Linked DNA regions of Sus scrofa: all the other regions are linked to region 1. A link is a contact called in public HiChIP or PLAC-seq data. All regions are on one chromosome and are shown on one strand. The core of a region is the stretch at or near the end of the contact, and the rest is flanking DNA. Distances in the headings are between cores, read along the strand shown.

What was found. HiChIP or PLAC-seq counts read pairs in DNA pulled down with a chosen protein or histone mark.
Region 2: a contact with region 1 is called in an H3K27ac HiChIP or PLAC-seq map of alveolar macrophages. The contact joins two enhancer-like sites. A contact is called at or near these places in 1 of 5 promoter capture datasets (liver), 6 of 47 Hi-C or Micro-C datasets (embryonic fibroblasts, heart right ventricle and liver) and 2 of 2 datasets of contacts at active chromatin or transcription factors (alveolar macrophages and skeletal muscle).
Region 3: an H3K27ac HiChIP or PLAC-seq map of alveolar macrophages shows a contact between it and region 1. The contact joins two enhancer-like sites. A contact is called at or near these places in 3 of 47 Hi-C or Micro-C datasets (embryonic fibroblasts and fibroblasts) and 1 of 2 datasets of contacts at active chromatin or transcription factors (alveolar macrophages).

What each region holds. Positions count from the first base shown.
Region 1 is chr8:96,281,904-96,285,705 of Sscrofa11.1, forward strand. All of the region lies in intron 4 of JADE1 (protein Jade-1), which reads right to left. Among named protein-coding and RNA genes, the nearest start is that of JADE1, 280 kb to the right of the region's middle. Within about 2 kb of position 2,143, at least 1 of the 83 cell types and tissues checked has an H3K27ac peak or open chromatin away from gene starts, as enhancers often do. A contact at or near this core is called in alveolar macrophages, where this site is marked.
Region 2 is chr8:96,459,630-96,463,431 of Sscrofa11.1, forward strand. All of the region lies in intron 2 of JADE1 (protein Jade-1), which reads right to left. Among named protein-coding and RNA genes, the nearest start is that of JADE1, 100 kb to the right of the region's middle. Within about 2 kb of position 2,207, at least 1 of the 83 cell types and tissues checked has an H3K27ac peak or open chromatin away from gene starts, as enhancers often do. A contact at or near this core is called in alveolar macrophages, where this site is marked.
Region 3 is chr8:96,432,684-96,436,485 of Sscrofa11.1, forward strand. It overlaps JADE1 (protein Jade-1), which reads right to left. Exons shown (of 15, transcript XM_021100682.1): 3 at 1,664-1,791. Among named protein-coding and RNA genes, the nearest start is that of JADE1, 130 kb to the right of the region's middle. Within about 2 kb of position 1,793, at least 2 of the 83 cell types and tissues checked have an H3K27ac peak or open chromatin away from gene starts, as enhancers often do. A contact at or near this core is called in alveolar macrophages, where this site is marked.

The DNA of each region.
Region 1 (3,802 bases), core at 893-3,392:
GATCATGTACCTACTCAGGAACTGTATCCCTTGACTTGGAATCAGTGACTTGAGTCATAGGTGGTGATCAGATGCTTGAGAAAGAAAAGAGGACAAAAAGGATTTCACATGCTGAGGCCTATTTCAGACAGTAAAGATCTAAAAAGTTACTTAAAAATTTGTGTCATGGACTTAAATGTAAAATGTAAAACTTTAAAACTTTGAAAAAAAAATTGGAGAAACTCTTCAGAATCTGGGGCTGGGCAAAGAGTTATTACACTTGATACCAATCTTAGAATCCATAAGAGGAAATATTTGGTATATTGGGTCTCTCAAAATTAAAAATTTTCTCTCCAAAACACCCTATAAGAGGATGAAAAATCAGGCTACAGACTAGGAGAAAATACTGCAAAACCACAAATTCAGCAAAGTACTAGCATCTAGAATATATAGAGAACACTCAAATCTCAACAAATTAAAAAAAAAATCAAACAATTCAACTAGAAAATGGGCAAAAACCATGAACACATTTCCCAAAGAGGATATACAGATGGCAAATAAGCATACAAAAAGATGTTCGACATCATTAGCCATCAGGAAAATAATGCAGATTTAAACCACAATGCAATATCACTACATTACTATCAGAATAGCTAAAAAAAAAAAAAAAAAAAAAAAAAAAAAGAAAGAAAGAAAAGAAAAATGGCGGCAACACCAAATGCTGGCAAGGATGTGGAGAAACTGGATTGCTCATACATTGCTGGTGGGAATGTAAAATGGTCCAGCCACTCTTGAAAACAGTTTGGCAGTGTCTCATAAGACTAAACATGTAACTACCACAAGCCCAGCAATTGCACTCTTGGGCATTTAGCCTAGAGAAATGAAAACTTATGTTCACATAAAAGCCTGTACACAAATGTTCATAGCAGCTTTACTCATAGTAGCCAAGAACTGGAAACAACCCAGATGTCTTTCAATGAATGAATAGTGAACAAACTGTAGTACATCCATACCATGAAATATTACTCAGCAATTAAAAAAAACTATGATACATACACAAATCAATAAGAATTTATGCTGTTTTAAAAGCTGATACCAAAAGTTTATATACTATATAATTCAATTAACATAACATCCTTGAAAGTGGAAAATTACAGAAATGGAGAATAGATTAGTGAGTATCAAGGTATGATGAGGGTCAGGGAAGGAGGGAAGTACATGTGACTCTAAGAGGCCATATGAGGGATACTTGTGGTTATGGAAATGTCATATATCTTGATTGTATCAATGTCAATGGTATTATACTTGAATGTATCCTACAACAACTTACTATAGTTTTGCAAAATGTTACTATTAGGGGAGACTGGGTAAAGGGTACACAGGATCTCCTAGCATTACTTCTTGTAACTGTATGTGAATCTATGATTATCTCAAAATGAAAAGTTTACTTTAAAAATATATAGCCAATTGGAAGAGAAAAGAATTAAAGTATTGGAGTTCCCATCGTGGCGCAGTGGTTAACGAATCCGACTAGGAACCATGAGGTTGCGGGTTCGAGCCCTGCCCTTGCTCAGTGGGTTAACGATCCGGTGTTGCCGAGAGCTGTGGTGTAGGTTGCAGACGCGGCTAGGATCCCGAGTTGCTGTGGCTCTGGCGTAGGCCGGTGGCTACAGCTCTGACTCGACCCCTAGCCTGGGAACCTCCATATGCCGTGGGAGCAGCCCAAAGAAATAGCAAAAAGAAAAAAAAAAAAAAAAAAAAAAAGAATTAAAGTATTAATGTATTCCTAGAAAGTAACCTAAAAGGTAAAGAAATTTCCTTATGTAATTCAACAGAGCCATATGAATGAAAAATTCATCTGGCCTAAAATTATGCAGATGTATACATTCCTAAGACTTGTGCTCTGTTGTCTTTTCAGTGCTAGCAGAAACAAGAGGCTAAGCGGGGTTGCAGAGGTGGGAAGAGAAAGGGAACATGCACACTGAAAAAAATATGGAGTGGTTCTTCCTAGAGCCCTTTAAAAATATTCTCTGTCACCTGGCTTTCTGTTTTCTATCTAAATGGCCAAAAGGAATTAATGACTATGTCCTTTCTGTGGTAAACTCACCAGGGCCCTGAGGGTAGAGGAAGAATCTGAGCCTTGCCTCACTTCAGCCAAATTTTACCTAATCTCTCATGCATATTTCTCCACTTCAGTTCCAAGGCTTTGCCCTGAATGCCTTTCCCACCTTCCCAGAGTTCCTCCCATTCCCCTAGCAGCCCCACTACCCAGAACAGAGCATCCATGCAGACATCTAATATATCACTTACTGACTTCTAATCGTGGGTCGAGCCCAGAAGGTCACTCTGTAACATTCATCTTAGTTTTAAAAACATGAGAGGGACATTGTTGGCAAAAATCCAGGAGTAATGAATTCTATGTTCTAGAAACAGAGAAACTGAACTATTTCAATTTGAAAGAGCTGGCAGAAAACCAACAGAGTAAAGTCCTCTGGGGGGAGGAGAAGGGAAGTAGGCTGGTTAGTTAACTTGTAGGTCTGTAAGTTGGGCAGATTTCTTTAAAAGCAAACAAAGCAATTTTAAACTTGAGAGACTTAATTGGCATCCAAGGCCAAGAATATGAATAATTTTATTAAAAAAACCTTGCTCAAGTGAGAATTCTGCAATCGAAGCATTCTGACTCTTAATAGCTAAAGTTTAAGGGAGAAGAATATAGAAAGAATATAGAAAAGGATGTTTATTTTTCCAGTCATATATTCTAAAACATACCTAGACCCTTCCTTTTCTTCACTCACTCCCCCACAACCACACATGAACTGACTAACCTGAATTTGCAATATGTCTCCCACTTGTCCCTTCCCTGTCTTTTTCTACCATTTATGCTGACCAAGACTACCTTACCCATCACTTGAATTATCCAGTGGTAAAACTGGTTTTCTTCCCTCCTTAGCCTTCCCTGCTCCAATTTATTTTACACACTGTGACCAAAGCAATCTTTTAGGAAACTTGAACCATGATATTCTTCTGCGTAGAGCACTCCATGCCTCCTCTCTGGGTAGAGAGCAGGCCTCAGCATTCTTAGCACAACGCTCCTTCCCCACGCACCTGGCTCTAAACATTGTGGTAGTTCCAATGCCTTTGGATGTTGAATTGGTGTACTGCTTGTATAGTGTTACCCCAAATACATGTCCACCTGGACCGTCTCTCATAATGTGACTTTATTAAATAGGAATTTAATAAAGTCACATGATTAAATTAAATAATTTAATGTGTAAATTAAATAATTCCATCTTACATTAAATCTGTAAGATGGAATTAGTTAAGGTGAGATTTTTGCTGGATTAGTCCTGGCTCTAAATCCAATGACTAATAGATTTAGTGTCCTAATGAGAAGGCCATATAAAGACATGCAGAGACACCAGAGGGAAGATGGCCATGTGAAGACGGAGACAGAAATGAGAGTGACGCAGCTACAAGCCAGGGAATGCCAAGGATTGCCAGCAGCCACCAGAAGCTAGAAAGAGTCAAGGAAGTAGTCTTCCCTGGAACCTTTAGCAGGAGCATAGCACTGCTGACACCTGGATTTTGGACTTAGACCTTCCAGAACCGTGAGAGAATAAACCGTTGCTTTAAGCAACCAAGTTTGTGACAATTTGTTATAGCAGCCTCGGGAAACTGACACAATTGGTTAGGAGAATTTTGGCGGCAAAAAATCAACAGCAAAAACAACATCCAAAAAACACAATTGCGCTTAAGGAAAAAGAAATTTATCACAAAGATGCCACTGTATTTCAGGTATCCCAAGAATAGAAATGCAGCTAAA
Region 2 (3,802 bases), core at 957-3,456, 180 kb after region 1:
AACAAAAGTATAATCCTCTTTATAGAATTCACATTAATTACTGTAAGAAATACTATAAAACCAGAGGGCTCTATGTCTTAGTCAAGGCTGTATGGGTTTTAAATAAAAGACATTAACTTGAGCTATCTTTGTCTAAAAGGAAAAATCATTAGAAGGATACTAAGAGCTATGTAATGCTCTGGGAAGTGGAAAACTCTCAAGAGACAAGGAAAAGTGTCTCTTTCTTTCCTGTCTCTTTTATGCTTTTCCATGTACAGTTCCTGAGTTTCTATTACTTAAGTTTCAGCCACAGGTACAGACTATTTCTTGGTGCCAATTTCAAATTCTTGAAAGAAAGATGAAGCTGAGAAGGGGTCAAGTTGTCCACCCCAATCCAATCAATTAAGGCCAGAGGACTGCACAGCATTAAAAACATGGCTGTGGAGTAGTAGAGGGGAGTATTAAAAAATTAGGATAAGATAATAGACACTCCAGACTATTACATTCTCAGAAATGTGTGTTTAGAAAACTTGCCAGAGCTCTAAATTCTAGGGCTCAATGCTTAAGTGGTAGTCAGGGGTCTATAATATAGCTCAATGTATTTTGAAACTGTCAAAGCCTTGCTAAGCTTCCATACCTTTGGGAAAACTCTTGATGTGAATTTTGCTAAATCATTAGAAACCAGCAACTTTGCTCTTAATGACTGTGGTGGTCATTATCCTAACTTCCCATGATCTTTCCCCATTCACACCCACTTCTCCAATGCTGTTACTGTAAAGTCCCTGTGGTATGCAGCTTGTTTGAGCAAAGTCCAAGCTCAAGGTTAAAAACAGCATAGGACAGACTGGTGATTTTCCTTTTCTAGAAATTACGTTAAAGATACTGAATATGCCATGGTGGCTATACTATAAATCTTTACACTTTGTAAGAGAGTACCAAAAACCTCAAGTCAAACATATAACGAGTTTGGGGAGTTCCCTTCGTGACTCAGCAGTTAATGAACCCGACGAGGATCCATGAGGACTTGGGTTTGATCCCTGGCCTCGCTCAGTGGGTTAAGGATCTGGCCTTGCCAGGAGCTGTGGTGTAGGTTGCAGATGCGTCTTGGATCCCTCATTGCTGGGGCAGTGGTGTAGGCTGGTGGCTACAGCACTGATTCGCCCCCTAGCATGGGAACCTCCATATGCCATGGATTCGGCCCTAAAAGAGCAAAAAACAAACAAACAAACAAAAACCCATATAACCAGTTTTGCCAACCAAAGTATTCACCAGACAACTAAATTAATGGTAGAGCTCAGGTCCTCAGGAGGGCTGGGATTAACTGGTTCAAGTGGTATTTAGAATTCCAAATGAGACAAGAATTATGGTCTAAAAACACTAGGGCTCAACCATGCACTAAGTACCACAGAACAAGATGGAACATTTCCTATTGTCTCAGAATTTTAGCTAAAGCCGCAAAGCTAGAGACAGTGAGTACTAAATACTCACACAAAATCTTTTTTTTTTTTTTTTTTTTTTTGGTCTTTTTGCCATTTCTTGGGCCGCTCCTGCGGCATATGGAGGTTTCCGGGCTAGGGGTCTAATCGGAGCTGTAGCCACTGGCCTACGCCAGAACCACAGCAACACGGGATCCAAGCCGCGTCTGCAACCTACACCACAGCTCATGGCAACGCCGGATCGTTAACCCACTGAGCAAGGGCAGGGACCGAACCCGCAACCTCATGGTTCCTAGTCGGATTCGTTAACCACTGCACCACGACAGGAACTCCATCACACAAAATCTTAAAAGAAGATTACTAAAACACAAAAATATCAGTCCAGCAATTCTACCTTGTCCAGACTAATAAAACTAATTTTTTGTTTGTTTGTTTATTGCTTTTTAGGGCCGCACCTGTAGCAGATAGAAGTTCCCAGGCTAGGGGTCAAATCGGAGCTGCAGCTGCCAGGCTATGCCACAACCACAGCAACAAAGGATCCGAGCCACATCTGTGACCTACACCACGGTTCACGGCAATGCCGGATCCCTAACCCACTGAACAAGGCCAGATATTGAACCAGCATCCTTATGGATACTAGCCAGGTTTGTAATCTACTGAGCCACAACAGGAACTCCCCAAAAATTTAAAATTAGATTCTTAGAAGGGACCAGGAAGGAACAGACACGTTCATAGGGACAGGCAAGTCTGCAATGAGGGCAAATGGTCATGTGTCTCCCTCCCTAGTTATTTGTAAAATTTCTCAAACTCAAAGGTCCAACTTCTGCTTTCCCAGTATAGCATAGTTGATTCAGTGGGAGACCCTACGATAACTAGATCTGGCATAAAACAAAATCCAAATTACATGGCTAGACTCAAATCAAATCAGGGAAAACACCTAGGGTGGAAACAACAAAGCCAAACTAAAATAACAAACTGTTGATTTGAAACCAAAGTAGCAAGTTTGGTGCACATATGTGAGACACAGAATTTATCTGAAGGCAGGTGCTGACAGTGGTCCAGGAGCTGACTGTGGATTGGAGAGTAGGTTCAATTTCAGGATTAAACAGAGTGCAAGGAGACCCCAGCTGTGAGTATACTGCTAAGTGTCACAGTAGGTCAGCCACAGAATAAAGGGCTTTGGAAGAATACCAAGGGTACAGAGATGAGATCATAACACTGACAGGTAAGAGACATTTCTACCTGGTCCCTAATCCCTCTTCTCTTACTCTCTTCAGAGAAAGAAGAGAGAACTAGAGGCAAGAAGTAAGGAGAGAGGAAAAAGAAAACAAGTGAAAGAAAAGACCACACTTTCCTTCCCTCTAGGGGATCCGGAAGCTGTGGGTGAGGCCTGATAGGAGAACAGGGAGACTTAGCTTGAGTAGACCTTAATATGGTGCCGGAAAATGGCTGGAAAGCTGTGTGTGGCGAAGGAAGATCCTAGAGCATGTTTTCAGGCAATGACAGGAAAAGAAAAAACTCCACTGAGTTTCAGCCATTCAATAAACACAAGTTACCCTCACCTGGACAGCAGGCAGCCTGACCCTGCTTCATAGTTGTCTCAAATAACTGTATAAACGTGGGTTAGATTCCATGAAGAAGCCCTGAAAATTAGCCTGGGACAAGAAAATAAGGAAATTTGGCTGCCAAACAAATTAAAAACAAATTTCATTGTTCATGTTTACATAGACTTATAGATACCAGAGTCCAAATCATACCCACAGGAAACATTCTTTAAAAGATGTCTGATATAACCCAGTTAGTGCAAAAGGCACTTCACCAGGATCTTCATCATAAAGAAGGGAGCTCTGCTATATTGGAAGATTTCTAATATTATTGAGAAAATAATGCAAATTTGAACTTCAATCATTTGGGTGCACTGGGAGAAAGGATCAAAGGTAAGTGAGGGTTTCATCGGGACAATGAAATATGAAAGCCAATCACAGAATCAGGAGAGTGGATCATTTACTTTGTTACTTTTGTGTAATCACAATATCAAACAATTCCAGCCCAAATTTAAAGGAAGGATAAAAATTAATATGAATGAAAACCATCACAAATCAACAGGCTTCAGAATGCTGCATAGTAAAATGTCATAAACACTGCATTTTCTTTTCTTGGTCCAATAGGGTGCTGAACCTGGAAGATAAAGTCATTTTAATGAAATCTGCCATTTTCTGAACTACTGATTGTAGACAAAATTCCTCTTATAAGTATTTATCATTGTGAAAATAAATGCTTATTTTGGAGTTATTATTCTGGAAGAATTATGTGTTCACATGTAGATTATCACAAACTTTAACTTTTGAAGGCTTTAAATAAATAAAAACGAATTGTATTTTCTTAGC
Region 3 (3,802 bases), core at 543-3,042, 150 kb after region 1:
CAAAGGAAGAGACAAGGAATGCAAAAGAGGATTGGGAAAAAGTGTGGAATGGGGAATGAAGGAGGAGGAGGAGAGGGGAGGTGGAAATCAGGGAAACACTTCAGAGCAATTTTTACTGGCTGAAGAGAAAACAGAGTAAATGCTCTTTACTTCTTTTCCCACCTTAAGCATGGATTTAGGAGAAAACAACCAGAGGATGCAGGAAACTTCTCAGATTGCAGAGTCTGAAAGGACTCAGAATGAATTGAGTTTCCTGACCAATGAAAATACCTGAGGAAAATGCTAAAGGTCAAGCATCACAACATAAGGATGACTCATTTTAGACACGTTCATATGAGGCTCTTGGACTGAAAAATAGAAAGAAGCAACTGTTGGGAAAGTCAGTGAGGGGTGCTAAGCCAGAGAGAGATCTGGAGTGGCTCTCAGCCCATCCTAACTGGGGGTAACTTCAGTACTCAGAGAGTCTGCAAAGGTGAAACCAGAGCCCAGCTTTCTATTTTTAATTCATAGTGAAGAGATAAGAGTTAAATGTAAAGCAGATTAAGACTTCCCTTTAAATCTCCTCTACAAAAGAAAAACTGGAATTAATCTACAGGGGCACTCTATGGATGGCTCAATACCATCATTTTCTAAGAATAAAATTAGAAGCAGAAAAGTGTGTCCTTATCCTTTTGACATCCAAGAATTATTACCATCAAAGTACTACAGCCCATGAAATTACTTTCCAGGTTATACTCATTAGATTGAGCATTTTCATTCTGTAGACCTGTGGTTTTAATGGAAAAGAAAAGGAAAAAAAAAAAATCCCCTCACTTCATAAGACAACTGTTCCCATATACTAGGCCATTAATGGGATGCTAATGCATGTGGAAGTCATTATAAAATCACAAAGTCAGAACTGAGAAGCAGATTTCAAACATTGATAGGCCTGGGCTTGCTGTGGAGTTTGGACTGTGAGAGTGTCAGGATTAGGTAGTGCACTGTAGCCTGTATTCCCTACACCCTGCAGCTAAAGAGGCACGCAACCACAGGCTGTGATTTTTTGTTTTTTTAACTTTTATTTTTTTATTTTTATTTTTGTTTTGTCTTTCTAGGGCCACACCCACAGCATATGGAGTCCAGTGAGAGCTGTGGCTGCCAGCCTACACCAGAGCCATGGCAACACAGGATCTGAGCTGCATCTGTGACCTACACCACAGCTCACAGCAACATCAGATCCTTAGCCCACTGAGCCAGGCCAGGGACTGAACCCTCATCTTCATGGATGCTAGTTGGGTTCGTTAACCTCTGAGCCATGATGGGAATTACTGTGTTTTTTAAACTTTTAATCACATTATATAATATTATCTTTATGGATTAGACATTAAACAGGAAGCTAACCTGGCTGCCAGGGTCTTGTCACTGGATGTGTTAACCAGATAACTCAGCAGCAGCAGAGCAAAGAGATTAAGTGTGCATGCTCTGGAGCAGTTGGCCTGAGTTTGAACCCTAGCTCCACCAATTACTCACTGCGTGACCTTGGGCAAGTTGCTTAATCTCTCTGTGCCTGAGTTGCCACTTGTGTAAAAGGAAGATAATAATAGTCCCTGCCTCAAGTAAAGATTAATTGAGAAAATGTATGCAAAGAACTAAATCAGTTTTTGGCACTATGGTGAGTACTCACCGGGAGTTGGGCGTTATTAGTATGGTGCTGGAGAGGTGAGAGAAGTGAATGCAGGATGGCTGTGCATTCTGGTGGTTTAGTCCAAACCCACTGAGGTATACAGTCCTTAGGACATCTCAGGCCTTGTCCTGTAGAGGAAGAGAAACTAGTCAACTTTCTCTGACAATCTTCCAAGTATCTGAAGTCACTGAGAGCCACTGAGCCTTGATTGGCGTATGATGCCTCAGTATGTGCATTTAACCAGTCCAGCAAATCACGATGCTTTTCTGAACAATTCTCTGTGTGTGTTTTCAGGGACACAGAGGAATTACAAGGCAAAATTTTATCCATGGCATATATGAAGGCTAGTTAGAGAGATTCTGTGTACTTGGGAAATATACCAAACTGTTTACAGGGCCTAATATGAGAAGGAACTGTATATATGAGAAGCAGCTTGAATGCAAAGGTGAGTAAGAAACAATCTCTGCTTTCACATTTGCAATTAGCAGAAGGATAAAGTTAAGACATAAGGCTGAGTGAGTTATGTCTATCAAAGCCTCACAAACCAATTGTTATGGAGTCTCTAAAGAGGAAAGTCCAAACAAGACACACTTTAATGGAATTCTCATAGTCTTCTATTGATAATCAGAGAGCAGATACTCATTTCACAAATACTGAGCCTCTATCACTTGCCCTTGTGTTGCTGATATTCCAATGGGCAAAAAGACAATTAATAGATAAAAAAGTCCCATAGTATGTCTGTACACATACACACAGATAATACGTCAAGGTGTGAGTGTTGTACAGAAACATAAAGCAGAGTAAAGGGCTGAGGGGTGAAGAGGGAGGAGGTGCCATGTAATGAGGTGCTAATTGTGAGGTAAAGATAAAACATGCAAAAGAAGTTAGAGAAGGTGAGAAATGAATGTGGACTAAAAGCATCATGGGAGAATTCTGTGACCTGGGAAGGACTTGACAGGAATCAGGAAGCTGGTCCTTCCAGATCTGGGACAGGGAGAGCAGTGTGGCCAGAGGAGAGGCAGCTGCCCTGGAGGGGTGGGCACATGCAGACAGGGTCGAGGGAGCAGACTGCGTCAAGCCTGAAGCCAGACAACAGGCCTGCTGTAGGCCCATGAGGACTGTTAGGTGTAAGTTCAAAAGCTATTGAAAACTGCCTGGGGAAAAGCATAAGCAGTTTTAGTTTTCATTTCAGCTAGTGAATAGGGACCAGGGCCTCAGGACTGCACCAGGGCCTAGAGACATCAAGACATCTTCTCTTCTCTCATCACTGTATGCTGAAAAACTCTTTCATGTGGTTGAGAAAAGGCCATCAGCAGCCTCACATTAGCATTCTTTGGTGCTAGTAATGTACAGGTGTGGCTTTTTCCCAGCGCCGGCTTCTGCTGTCCATGTTTCAAGGGGGCTGGGCATCGCTTATGTGCTCACCTCTGCGTTAGGTGGGGTGGGGGCATTATCCATAGAATGATGACACCAGACCACATAAAGAGGAGGGTACCTCCAAAGGAAAGGAAGCTGGGCTGGGAAAAAGTCCACAAGCAAGGTTGCAGTTTCATGTCTGGGCCTTGGTTTTACCACCTTTTGGTTCAATGGCCACATCTCCTGTGACCCCTCTGTTCACCTCAGCAGGCTTCCCTGTCCTCCCTGACATCTGCCTTGGATTTCTATGGTGAAGCAACCAAATAAGTAGACCTTTACAAAATATATATAGGTATGAAAATGACTTTGAAGGAGAGTTTAAGGAGGACCACTCATACCTTGAATTTGGGGGTACTCAGGAGCCTTTGGTAAGAATTATGTTATGTTTCCATGGGTTTGATTTGGCTGAAATTCTAACAGGCACAAAATATTCTGCATGAAGTAAATGTAATTTCTTAATGTAAAATCAAAAGGCCAGGTGTCATGGGAGTTTGTCTTGCCTGCAAACTTGAAGGAGGTAGTTAATAAAGGGTACGTGTAAAACACATTATTTCTGCCCTCCCCTTCCCTTTTTTGAACAGCCTAAAAAGTCAGTATCTCTGACACACAGACTCTCTCCAATGACCAGCTCCCTAGGAAGCTAACTTTGCTCAAACCGATCTATTTTTCTTCAATAACCAGCACATTCTATGTCTTACTGATATAAAACTGCTGTTTAAAGGT